2 separate regions of the Pan troglodytes genome follow, and region 1 is linked to region 2. The links are chromatin contacts, called in public HiChIP or PLAC-seq maps. All regions are on one chromosome and are shown on one strand. The core of a region is the stretch at or near the end of the contact, and the rest is flanking DNA. Distances in the headings are between cores, read along the strand shown. Region 1 holds the start of POLR3E (RNA polymerase III subunit E). Region 2 holds the start of PDZD9 (PDZ domain containing 9).

Region 1 (5,637 bases), core at 2,602-5,101, 300 kb after region 2:
TCCACTGAAGAACGGTAGAACCCGCTAGCCATGGCTGTGGGGGTGGGGCGTGCAGCACAAAGGTGGCTGCCAGGGACCCACTCTCCTGACCAGGAACTGGCTGGTCAGGCAGTTCCTAGAAAAATCAGACTGGGCAAAGATGCCAGCAATTATCCTTGACTGTGAGGATATTTCCTTTTGGAAAATCCAGTACCCAACTCACAAACAAAGTCCTTCCTGGTACTAAAATACCATGACAAACACTCCTATTGACTTAAAGGGGTTATTCCTCATTCAGCTTTGAACTCCCCACAATGCCTACCCTGTGTCTTCAATCCATGGCTGCTTCTGTATTTTTTTTTAATGTCTTGAAGAGCAACAAACTTTTCTAGCACAAGAAAATCTTTGCATATCATTACATATGTTAAAGGTAGATGGATGGCCAGGTGTGGTGGCTCACTCCTGTAATTCTAGCACTTTGGGAGGCTGAGGTGGGAGGATAGCTTGAGATCAGCCTAAGCAGCAAAGCAAGACCCCGTCTCTACAAAAATACAAAAGTTAGCCCAGTGTGGTGGCGCGTGGCTCTAGTCCCAGCTACTTGGGAGGCTGAGATGGGAGGATCATTTGAGCCCAGGATGTCAAGGCTGCAGTGAGCTGTGATCATACCACTGTACTCCAGCCTGGGCAACAAAGCAAGACCCCGTCTCTCTAAAAAAAAAAAAAAAAAAAAAAAAAGGTGGTGGATGGAGGGGGAGAAAAGCCAGGCTAAGGAGGGATTGAAGAGGAAAGACATAAAATGCCCAAATGTTAGGGGTGTGTACCAACTGGATATTAGCCAAAAACTTGAATCATGGCCCTGAAAAGTCTAATACCAGTCAATGCAAAATGAGAATTCTACTTATAAAAGTGTGATTTATATAGTTTTTGATGTGTCTAAAGCATCACCAGCGTTCATAGAGTTCCTGCCTAATTCCCCCATTCAGTCACCTTAAGCATTGACTCCACTCCCTGTGTTGAACAGAACTAATGGAGAAAGTAATCCATGTAAATGACAGAGGGAAAGAGAAACGATAGAGAATGATAGAGGACAAAACCTTAGATATGAGGGATATTTGAGATTTCTTACGCCAATAAATGTGAAAAATCAAGTAATGGGGCTTTGTTTTCCCAGAAAATGACAACTTGCCAAAGTTGACTCAGGAAGAAATAGAAAAAAAAAAAGTCATCAAAAGTCATATAATTTGGCAAAATGGAAAAATATATGCATATCTATATCTATATAGAGAGGGTCTCACTCTCTCACCCAGGCTGGAGTGCAGCACCTGAATCTCGGCTCACTGCAGACTTGACCTCCCTGGCTCAAAGGATCTTCCCACCTCAGCCTCCCAAGTAGCTGAGACTACAGGCACATGCCACCATGCCCGGCTAATTTCTTTTCTTTTGTTTTTTGGTAGAGACAAGGTTTCTCGATGTTGCTTAGGCTGGTCTTGAACTCCTGGCATCAAGCAATCCTGCCACCTCTGTCTCCCAAAGTGCTAGGATTATAGGAGTGAGCCACCGAGACCAGCCTATTATTAATATTATTATTATATAATACTAGGGAAAGTATAAATATAGACCAGCAATTTCATTTCTAGTGTATACCCTAGAGAAATGTCCATACGTAAGACAAGGAGCCATGTGCAAGGATACTTCCTGCCATATTGTGTGTAATGACAAAAATTTAGTAACAACTTAAAAGTTGTACATGGCATGGAATGAATGAATTAGATCTATAGGCATCATAACAGACCTCAAAAACATAATGTTGGGCCTGGCACAGTCTCTCATGCCTGTAATCTTGGCTACTTGGGAAGCTGAGGTGGGAGGATGGCTTGAGCCCGGGAGGTCTAGGCTACAGTAAGCTATGATTGCACCACTGTACTCTAGCCTGGGTGACAGAGCAACACTCTCTTAAAATAATAATAATAATAATACTGTTGAAATGAGAAAAGCAAGTTTTAGGATATCAGTACAATGTGCTAACATTTATATAAGTGAAAAACATACAGATAACCATTTTAGATATTATTCATAAATTTTATAGTAAAAATGTAAGAAATTATTGGAAAGATACACATCAAATTCATGACAGTTATAGACAGGGGAGAATGGGAGGGGACCTTATTTCTATTTGCAATGGTCTAATAATTTCTATTTGTAATAGTGTGATCTATTTTTTATTTATTTATTTATTTATTTATTTATTTATTTATTTAAGACCGAGTTTCTCACTGTCGCCCAGGCTAGAGTGCAGTGGTGGGATCTCGGCTCGCTGCAACCTCCGCCTCCCGGGTTCAAGCAACTCTCCCGCCTCAGCCTCCCGAGTAGCTGGGATTACAGGCATGTGCCACCACGCCAGGCTAATTTTTGTATTTTTAGTAGAGACGCTTGAACCCAGGAGGCAGAGATTGCAGTGAGCGGAGATCGCACCACTGCACTCCAGCCTAGACAGCAAGAGCGAGACTCCACATCAAAAAAAAAAAAAAAAAAAAAAAAGAAAGAAAATAAAAAAGAAAAGGAAAAAAATGCCACAATACTAAGTCATTAATTTAATGCCAGGTGGTGGCACTATGGATGATAATTTTTTTCTTTGTAATTTTTGTGCATTTTTGTTTTTAATATCTTTGCATATCCACACGGATAGGTATTTTAAAATACAGTCTGGTGAAAAATAACAGCCAATTGCAGATCTATATGAATAATGTGACAATATTTGTGTTAAAATCCATACACAATAAAAACAAAGCTATCTTCTATGGCTATATCTATATATATCCATATAGATATAAACATATAAATTCACAGCAAAAGATCTAGAAAGATATATAGTGTTTTAGTCCATTTTCTGTTGCTTATAACAGAATACCTGAAACTGGGTAATTTGTAAAGAAAAGGAAGTTATTTCTTACAGTTATGGAGTCTGAGAAGTCCAAGGTCAAGAGTGTGCATCTGGTGAGGGCCTTCTTGCTGGTGGGGGACCCCTGCAGAGTTCCCAGGCAGTACAAGCCATCATATGGAGGGGGTGCTGAGCTCCTCCCTTGCTAGCTAAGGTCTCTCTCCCTCTTCTTATAAAGCCATCAGTCCCCCTCCCAAGATAACCCATTAATCCATTAACCTATTAATCCATGAATCCATGAAGAGATTAATCCATTCATAAGGGCTCCACCCTCATGATCTAATCACCTCTTAAAGGGCCCACCACACAATACTGCCACATTGGGGATTAAATTTCCAACACATGAAATTTGGGGGACACATTCAAACCATAGTTCATATTAAACAGATAATAATGGTTAGTTACCTCGGCGGAGGGGCCTAGGATGCGAGTCAAGGTCAAAGAGCATTTGTACCTTATCTGCAAAGTTTAAATATTTTGCAATAATTCGCGTGTTATTTGTGTAAGTAAAAATTTAAACACAATTTTTCAGAGACAACTGCCCAGACCAGCTCCAGGGTTTGGCCGTCAGATCCCCTGGTGCATGTTTCTGATCAGATCAATTTCTTCTCCCGGAGACACCCAATCCGGGTCGTATGGATTACCTGTGGGTTAACCAGGGGTCTCCGGGTTAACCATCCAACTCAGAGTAAAGTTTCTAAAAATGCGTTTTGCTCTAATACCTATTCGGAACCAACCTGGGTCTAAAGACTGGAGCAAGTGTTTATTTTCCAAAACACGGCTTTTTAAAATAATTCTATAGGGATCACCTTGAACACACGTTAAGCAAAAAAAAACCTCAGCGAAAACGCCTCGCAATGTCCAGATTAAATGCAAAAGCAAAAGCATTAAGTAGCTTTCTGGCACAAACACATTGCAGCTGGGTAGCGTGGCCGAGCGGTCTAAGGCGCTGGATTAAGGCTCCAGTCTCTTCGGGGGCGTGGGTTCGAATCCCACCGCTGCCAGGGTTGCTGTCTTTTTGTCCCCGCTGCATACACTCCCGGCTCAGTTTTGCGCGTGCCATCAGCGCCCCCTGCTGCAGGGCGGGGCTCACGGCCTGCATGAATGGCGCGGCGGAGGGGGCGGAGCCGCGTGCACCGGGGCGGGGCATTGTGGGTAAGAGGAAACGCTGGGGCCGGCCCGCTCCCCCCCACGTGTCCGCCGGAGTTTCTCCACCAGCAACATGGCCGCCGCCTGAGAGGAGAGCCGGGCCGCCGCCGCCTCTGCAGCCCGCGGGTAACTGGGCCGTTGCCGCCGTCCGCGCTCGGCCCCCGCGGAGAGGTGAGTCCCGTCTTGGCAGTGCCCGAGCTGGGGCTTGAGCCGGATCGCACTCACGACGTGGGCCTGGGCTAGATTCCCGAGTAGGCCAAGGAGGCCCGCGCCGCGCTGTGCCTAGCAGCTGGAGGCCTCTCGGGACTCGGGCGGGGAGGAGGGGCAGCCGGCTCCAGGCCGACCCCGGACTCTGACTTCCTTGACCTGACACCTGGGAGTTGGGGAGGCCGCGGCCGACGCTGGCGGCGGTGACTCAGGGTCCAGCCGACCTGCCCCATCCGGGCCTGGGAGGCCTCCTACGGAAGAAACACCTGTCCGCGCGTCGGGTGTAGTGGCGGCTCGCGGCAGGGACTGCGTGGTGGGCGTGAGAAGGGGGGCCTGACCACCCGCGAGGGAGCAGAAACCCATTGGACAGCGAGGCTCGGGATCGGCGGCCCGCCCCGATGGGCAGGGAGGGCACCTGCGCCTGCCGGAGCCCCCACTTCGCAGCTGAACCGGATTAGCCTCTGCCCGGCGAGGCCCGGGATTCCTCATTCATTTATTCAGGCAACCATTCAGTGTTTACTGAGCCAACTCTGTGTTCCGGATACAGCCCTGACCATTCGGTCCGAGGAGGTGTCAGTAAACAAACAAGGTCGTTCCTTTGGGTTAGCTTTAGAATTCCTTGGGCTTGGAGGCGGAAAGAAGAGATCTTAGCGATCTCCACAGTTTCCTCATCTGTGAAATGGAGATAATAGAAATTCCTACCTCATAGGGTTGTGGTGACGGCTCAGTAGAAACCGGGTGACGCTCCTGCTTGCAGCGTTTGACTTGTGGCTTAGCGTCATTACCCGCTTACGTTGGCAGAAAACATGTTGTCAAGTAATAACAAACCTTCCCAGAGGTTACGTTTATTAGCGTCCTGTCCTTACTCTTCCCCGCAGGGGTCTGGAGGTCGGTACTTAGTTTCCCTACTTTAGGGATGAAAATAGGGTGGAATACCAAACCCAGACAACTCAGGTGGGTCACAGATGCCAAGCAGCTGTGGTGGGATTTGAACCTGCATAGTTTTGCTCTCGAGTCCAAGCTGTTACCCACTTAACCATACTGCCGTTTATCAGAAAACCGTGCAGTATAGTGGTTAAGAATAAGAATAAGGATCTTTGACATAGCGAGACCCAAGTTTCTGTCCTCATTCCACCTTGGATGAGTTGCTTATATCTGAACCTCAGTCTCGTCATTTCCAAATTGAAGATGATAAATCTCTATTGATAGGGCTAATGAGAAGATTAAATATAAAGTATTCTTTGTACTATATTGAGTGTCAACTTCGTGCCAGGCACTGTTCTAGGTATTGAGAGAACCAGCAGTGGATTTTTTTTTTAAAGTAATGCTCCCCATAACAGCTTTGATGAAGTAAAGTATGATTG
Region 2 (5,042 bases), core at 1,179-3,678:
TGTCTCAAAAACAAAAAAAAATTATCTGGGCATGTTGGTGCATGCCTGTAATCCCAGCTACAAGCCTGGGTGACAGAGCAAGACTCCATCTCAAAAAAAAAAAAAAAAAAAGAGAAAAAAACCTTGACAAAGTGAAGCTGGATGTGGATTTTCTTGGAGCAAGTAAATACATGCAATCTCCTGTCTCAAATGCTAGCAACATACCAGACCACTCTGCTTCATTTTGGAGAGAAGACTTCTCACACTATGGCAGCCATCCATGAGAGCTTCACAGGTTATCAGCCATATGAAGTCACTACTTTAAAGCACTTACAAAACCCTCTGAAAAAACTAGTTGAGAAAGAAGAAAAGAAGCTCACCCAGCAGGAAAGCACAGATGTAACAGTGCAGGAGCTGAGTCAATTAATTTCATTAGAGGATGGAAACCACGAGAAGGAAAACACTGAAGATGGAAAAGGTATTTTATGTGTTTTAGGCAAAGGCTCTTCACACAGTGCATGCTCAGGATGAACTATTAGACATGAAACCTGAGGAAAGTGCTCGCTAGGGCCCAGTGGCAGGGACCCTGGAACCCGAGGGTACTGACAAAGATGACCCTACTGCTGTTGAAAGTGAGATCTTCAATGCTTCCTCCCTGGAAGAGGGTGAGCTCAGAAAAGAGTGAGCCGCTGTGTTTGGGGACAACCAGGTGGAGGAGGCAGCACTATGGTCCTCGGAGAGCCAGACCCCAAGCACCAGACTAAAATATGAAAGACTTACAGGTTTTGCTACAAGGCTAGTCAGACAGCAATGTAAACCTTCCCAAGGACAAGCAGTCCAAATGACAACAGCCCTGCAGTGAAAAAGCCTAAGGCTGCCTGGCACCTGCCTGCCTAGTTCAGCCTCTTTGCCAACCTCAAGTCTTATCAAATCCTGATGCTGTGCGGAAAAAAGCCATAAAGAACAAGAATTGCTCAGTGCAGGAGTCTGCATCCTTCAGTAAGCCCACCTGGGGGCTAGCAGAAGTATAAAGTGATTAGAGCCTGGGCAACATAGTGACACCTCATCTCTTCTATTTAGGCTGGGCATGGTGGCTCACACCTGTAATCCCAGCACTTTGGGAGGCCGAGGGTGGGCGGATCACTTGGGGTCAGGAGTTCGAGACCAGCCTGGCCAGCATGGTGAAACACCGTTGCTACTGAAAACACAAAAATCAGCCAGGCGTGGTGGTTCACGCCTGTAATCCAAGCTACTCTGGAGGCTGAGGCGCAAGAATCGCTTGAACCCGCCTGGAAGGCGGGGGTTGCAGTAAGCCAAGATCATGCTGCTGCACTCTAGCCTGGGTCACAGAGCAAGACTCTGTCTCAAAAAAAAAAAAAAAAAAAATTAGCTGAGTGTGGTGGTGCATGCCTACAGTCCCAGCTATGGGAGGCTGATGCAGGAGGATTGCTTGAGCCCAAGAATTGGAGGCTGCAGTGAGCCAGGAGCATACCACTGCACTCCAGCCTGAGCGACAGAACAAGACCCTGTCTCTAAAAATAAAATACAGTGACCCGTATGCTATTTTAAGATTTATGTGCCCTTTTAATAAAAATGAAAGGGCCAAAGTCCCTATTTACATTGGTATAATTTTTTAAAGGCTCCTTACTATGTGATTTCATTTTTATGATGTTCTCCGTGGAAAAGGCAAAAAAAAAAAAAAAAAAAAAAACACTGTAAAAAACAGATGGGGGTGTGAGGAGCTGCAGTGGGGTGGGGTTTGGCTGCAACTGGGCATTGCAAAGTAATTTTAGGGAGTGGTGGAACTGTTCCCTATCTTGATGGAGGGGGTGGTTCAACGTGGGTATAGCTTGTCAAAACGGTAGCTGTACTTTTAAAAGGGGGGATCTTACTGCATGGAAATTATACCTTGATAAAAATAACGATGGCCAAGGCGGGCGGATCACTTGAGGTCAGGAGTTTGAGACCAGCCTGGCCAACATGGTGAAATCCCATCTCTACTAAAAATAAAAAATTAGCTGGGCATGGTGGCAGGCACCTGTAATCCCAGCTACTCGGGAGGCTAAGGCAGAGGAATCACTTGAGCCTGGGAGGCAGAGGTTGCAGTGAGCTGAGATCGCGCCACTGCACTCCAGCCTGGGGGACAAAGCAAGACTCCTTCTCAAATGATGATGATGATGATGATGATGATGATGATGATGATGATGATGATGATGATAACAACAACGATGGAGAGAGGTTATCTCCCAGGCCAAGAGTGCACCGTTGCCATTTTACAGAGGAGGAACATTGACGAAGGCTTGGTCCCCAGGGCTTCTTCACCCGCTTCCTTCTCCCCAGTTACCTTTTTTGTTTTTGTGGGAGGCCTTCTGCATGGTCCCGGGAGGTCAGGCAGCCCGGGAGGGCCTCCCGGAGCAGAGGCTGGAGTCAGTCCCAATGCCAACAGTTTCGAACCTTGCCCGCGGGCACTGCCCTCGGGATGGCCGCCAGGGGGCGCTGCGCCGCCACTGCCCAGAAATTGGGCGGCAGTGAGGTCGCCGCAAGGCTTCCCGTGGACCCTGCAAAACGTGGCGTGGGCATTGCACACCACTGTATTGTATGGAAACTTCTGCAGAGGTTAGCACCGTGCCTGACCCACGGTGGTTTCTTCATTCCTTCTTTTCTTTTTCTTTTTTTAAGAGACGGGCAGGGGGTGGGGGTCTCACTATGTTGCTCAGGCTCAACACAACTGTTGCACTATGGGCTCAAGCGATCTGCCCGCCTCAGCCTCCCAAAGTGCTGGGATTACAGGCATGAGCCACCACGCTTGGCTTCTTCATTCATTCTTGGTGAACCTAAGAAATAGGGAGGGGGAGAAGGCACAGAGGAGGGTGTTTCAAAGATGTGAGGTGGTCTGCAGAGGAAGATCACAGCCAGAAGATCACAGGGGATCACAGAATACCTAGAAGATCAGAGAATCCCCCGCTGCACTTCTAATAATGGTATTTTTAAAAAATTGTTACATCAGTAGCTCCAATGCTTTGGAACTGCACTTTTTTTCATGAATGTTTTGAATAAGAAAAGGCCCCAGGGTGGCCTAAAAAAAAATGAGTCACTATTAGGAGAGGCACTATTAATGCTTCCTTCTTTTTTCCAAGATAATTCTTCCTCCCACACACATTCACTCATACAACAAGTATTTACAGGGAGCTGTTCTGTCGTTTACTGATACTGGGGACACAACAGTAAGCAAGACAAACACAGAAACACAGGCTCTATCCTCTTGAAACCTGTACTTAAAAAACAGATGAAGTGGACAATTTTAGGAAAATATAAATTATTAAAAATAAATTCTAGGCCAGGTGTGGTGTCTAACACCTGTAATCCTAGGTACTCAGGAGACTGAGGCAGGAGGACTGCTTGAGCCCAGGAGTTTGAGATCAGCCTGGGCAACATAGTGAGACCCTTTCTCTATTAAAAAAATTTAAAAATTAGCTGGGCATGGTGGTGCACATCTGTAGTCCTAGCTACTCAGGAGGCTGAGATGGGAGGATCACTTGAGCCCAGGATTCAAGGCTGCAGTGAGCTATGATTGAGTCACCACCTTCCAGCCTGGGTGATGGAGCAAGATCCTGTCTCAAAAAATAAAAATGAATAAATGAGTTAGTAAATTCTAGAAGAAAGAGAAAACCTAATGAGGTAGGCCCTGGTGTTATCCCCGGTCTGATGAAACTGAGAGGCTAAGCACCTTGCCCCATCCCTTCAACAAACAGTCATTAAGCACCTATTAGGTGTCAGGCACTGTGCAAAGATTTCCATGGTAGATCTGGTTATGTCCAAGCTTATTCTGTTGTTTCTGTGGCTCTACACAGACAATAAGCCAGGGCAGATTCCTTTTTAGGTTCCTTTTTTTCTTTTTTTTTTTTTTTTTTTGAGATGGGGTCTCATTCTGTCACCCAGGCTGGAGTGCAGTGACAAAATCTCAGCTCACTGCAACCTCCGCCTTCCAGGCCCAAGCGATCCTTCCACCTCAGCCACCAGAGTAGCTGGGACCACAAGCCTGTGTCACCACGCCCAGCTAATTTTTGTATTTTTAGTAGAGACAGGGTTTTGCCATGTTGGCCAGACTGGTCTCCAACTCCTGAGCTCAGGTGATCCACCCGCCTTGGCCTCCCAAAGTGCTGGGATTACAGGCGTGAGCGCCAGGACAGATTTCTCATTAGATAAAACCTGTGTCGTAGAGACCAGTACAAAGGGCTATTCTCCACCTCAAGTCTCCTGTGGGTGACTTCTTGTGACAGGTCACCTTTCCTCTTCCAAACAGTCTGGCAGTGGTCTACATAGATACCAACTTAATTCTATCATAAAATACATCTTTTTCCTCCATCTTCCTACCAGCAGGAGAAGGGTAAGAGTTTGTGGGAATAGAGCCCATCAGCATATATGGTTCTGTGATGGAGCATATCAGTGCCTGGCCTTCCCTTAGTCTTCCCTCCACCCCAGGCTAAAAAGTGTCTTTAGAGCGGAGGTCTCTACACTCCACCAAGCCAAGTAAGCCAAGGTCACACCGATTGGTGGAACTGCAGGATACAAACTGTCGTGGGTGCTGTGCTGCCCAGATCCCCCTTCAGGGCTGAAAGACTTACACTTCCCACCCTCACTACTACTACTGGCTGGAAAGAACGCCTTGCCCAAGATCTCACCTTCCTAGATTAACTAGCATCTGGTGACTGGTCAATGCAGGGCCATCCCAGGTTCAGAACTCCCCACGTGGTCCACTGCAGCCTGACTTTTCCCTCTGCCCTGTCCGGCTTCATTCCTTTTTTTTTTTTTTAGAGAGAGTCTCACTCTGTTGCCTAGGATGGAGTGCAGTGGAGTGATCTCGGCTTACTGCAACCTCCACTGCCCAGGTTCAAGCAATTCTCGTGCCTCAGCCTCCTGAGTAGCTGGGATTACAGGCACCCACCACCATGCCCAGCTAATTTTTGTATTTTTAGTACAGACAGGGGTTTCACCATGTTGACCAGGCTGGTCTCAAACTCCTGACCTCAGGTAATCTGCCCGCCTCAGCCTCCCAAAGTGCT

Evidence for each region. HiChIP or PLAC-seq counts read pairs in DNA pulled down with a chosen protein or histone mark.
Region 1: an H3K4me3 HiChIP or PLAC-seq map of stem cell-derived excitatory neurons shows a contact between it and region 2, with 6 times the contacts expected there. The contact joins the promoter of POLR3E here to the promoter of PDZD9 in region 2. A contact is called at or near these places in 1 of 7 Hi-C or Micro-C datasets (stem cell-derived neural progenitor cells) and 1 of 1 datasets of contacts at active chromatin or transcription factors (stem cell-derived excitatory neurons).

The regions. Positions count from the first base shown.
Region 1 is chr18:24,526,774-24,532,410 of NHGRI_mPanTro3-v2.0_pri, forward strand. It overlaps POLR3E (RNA polymerase III subunit E), which reads left to right and starts at 3,852. Exons shown (of 21, transcript XR_010152305.1): 1 at 3,852-4,237. TRNAL-AAG (transfer RNA leucine (anticodon AAG)) reads left to right here and starts at 3,840; the gene lies at 3,840-3,921.
Region 2 is chr18:24,232,254-24,237,295 of NHGRI_mPanTro3-v2.0_pri, forward strand. It overlaps PDZD9 (PDZ domain containing 9), which reads right to left and starts at 2,429. Exons shown (of 5, transcript XM_009430461.3): 1 at 2,324-2,429. The coding sequence starts at 2,354.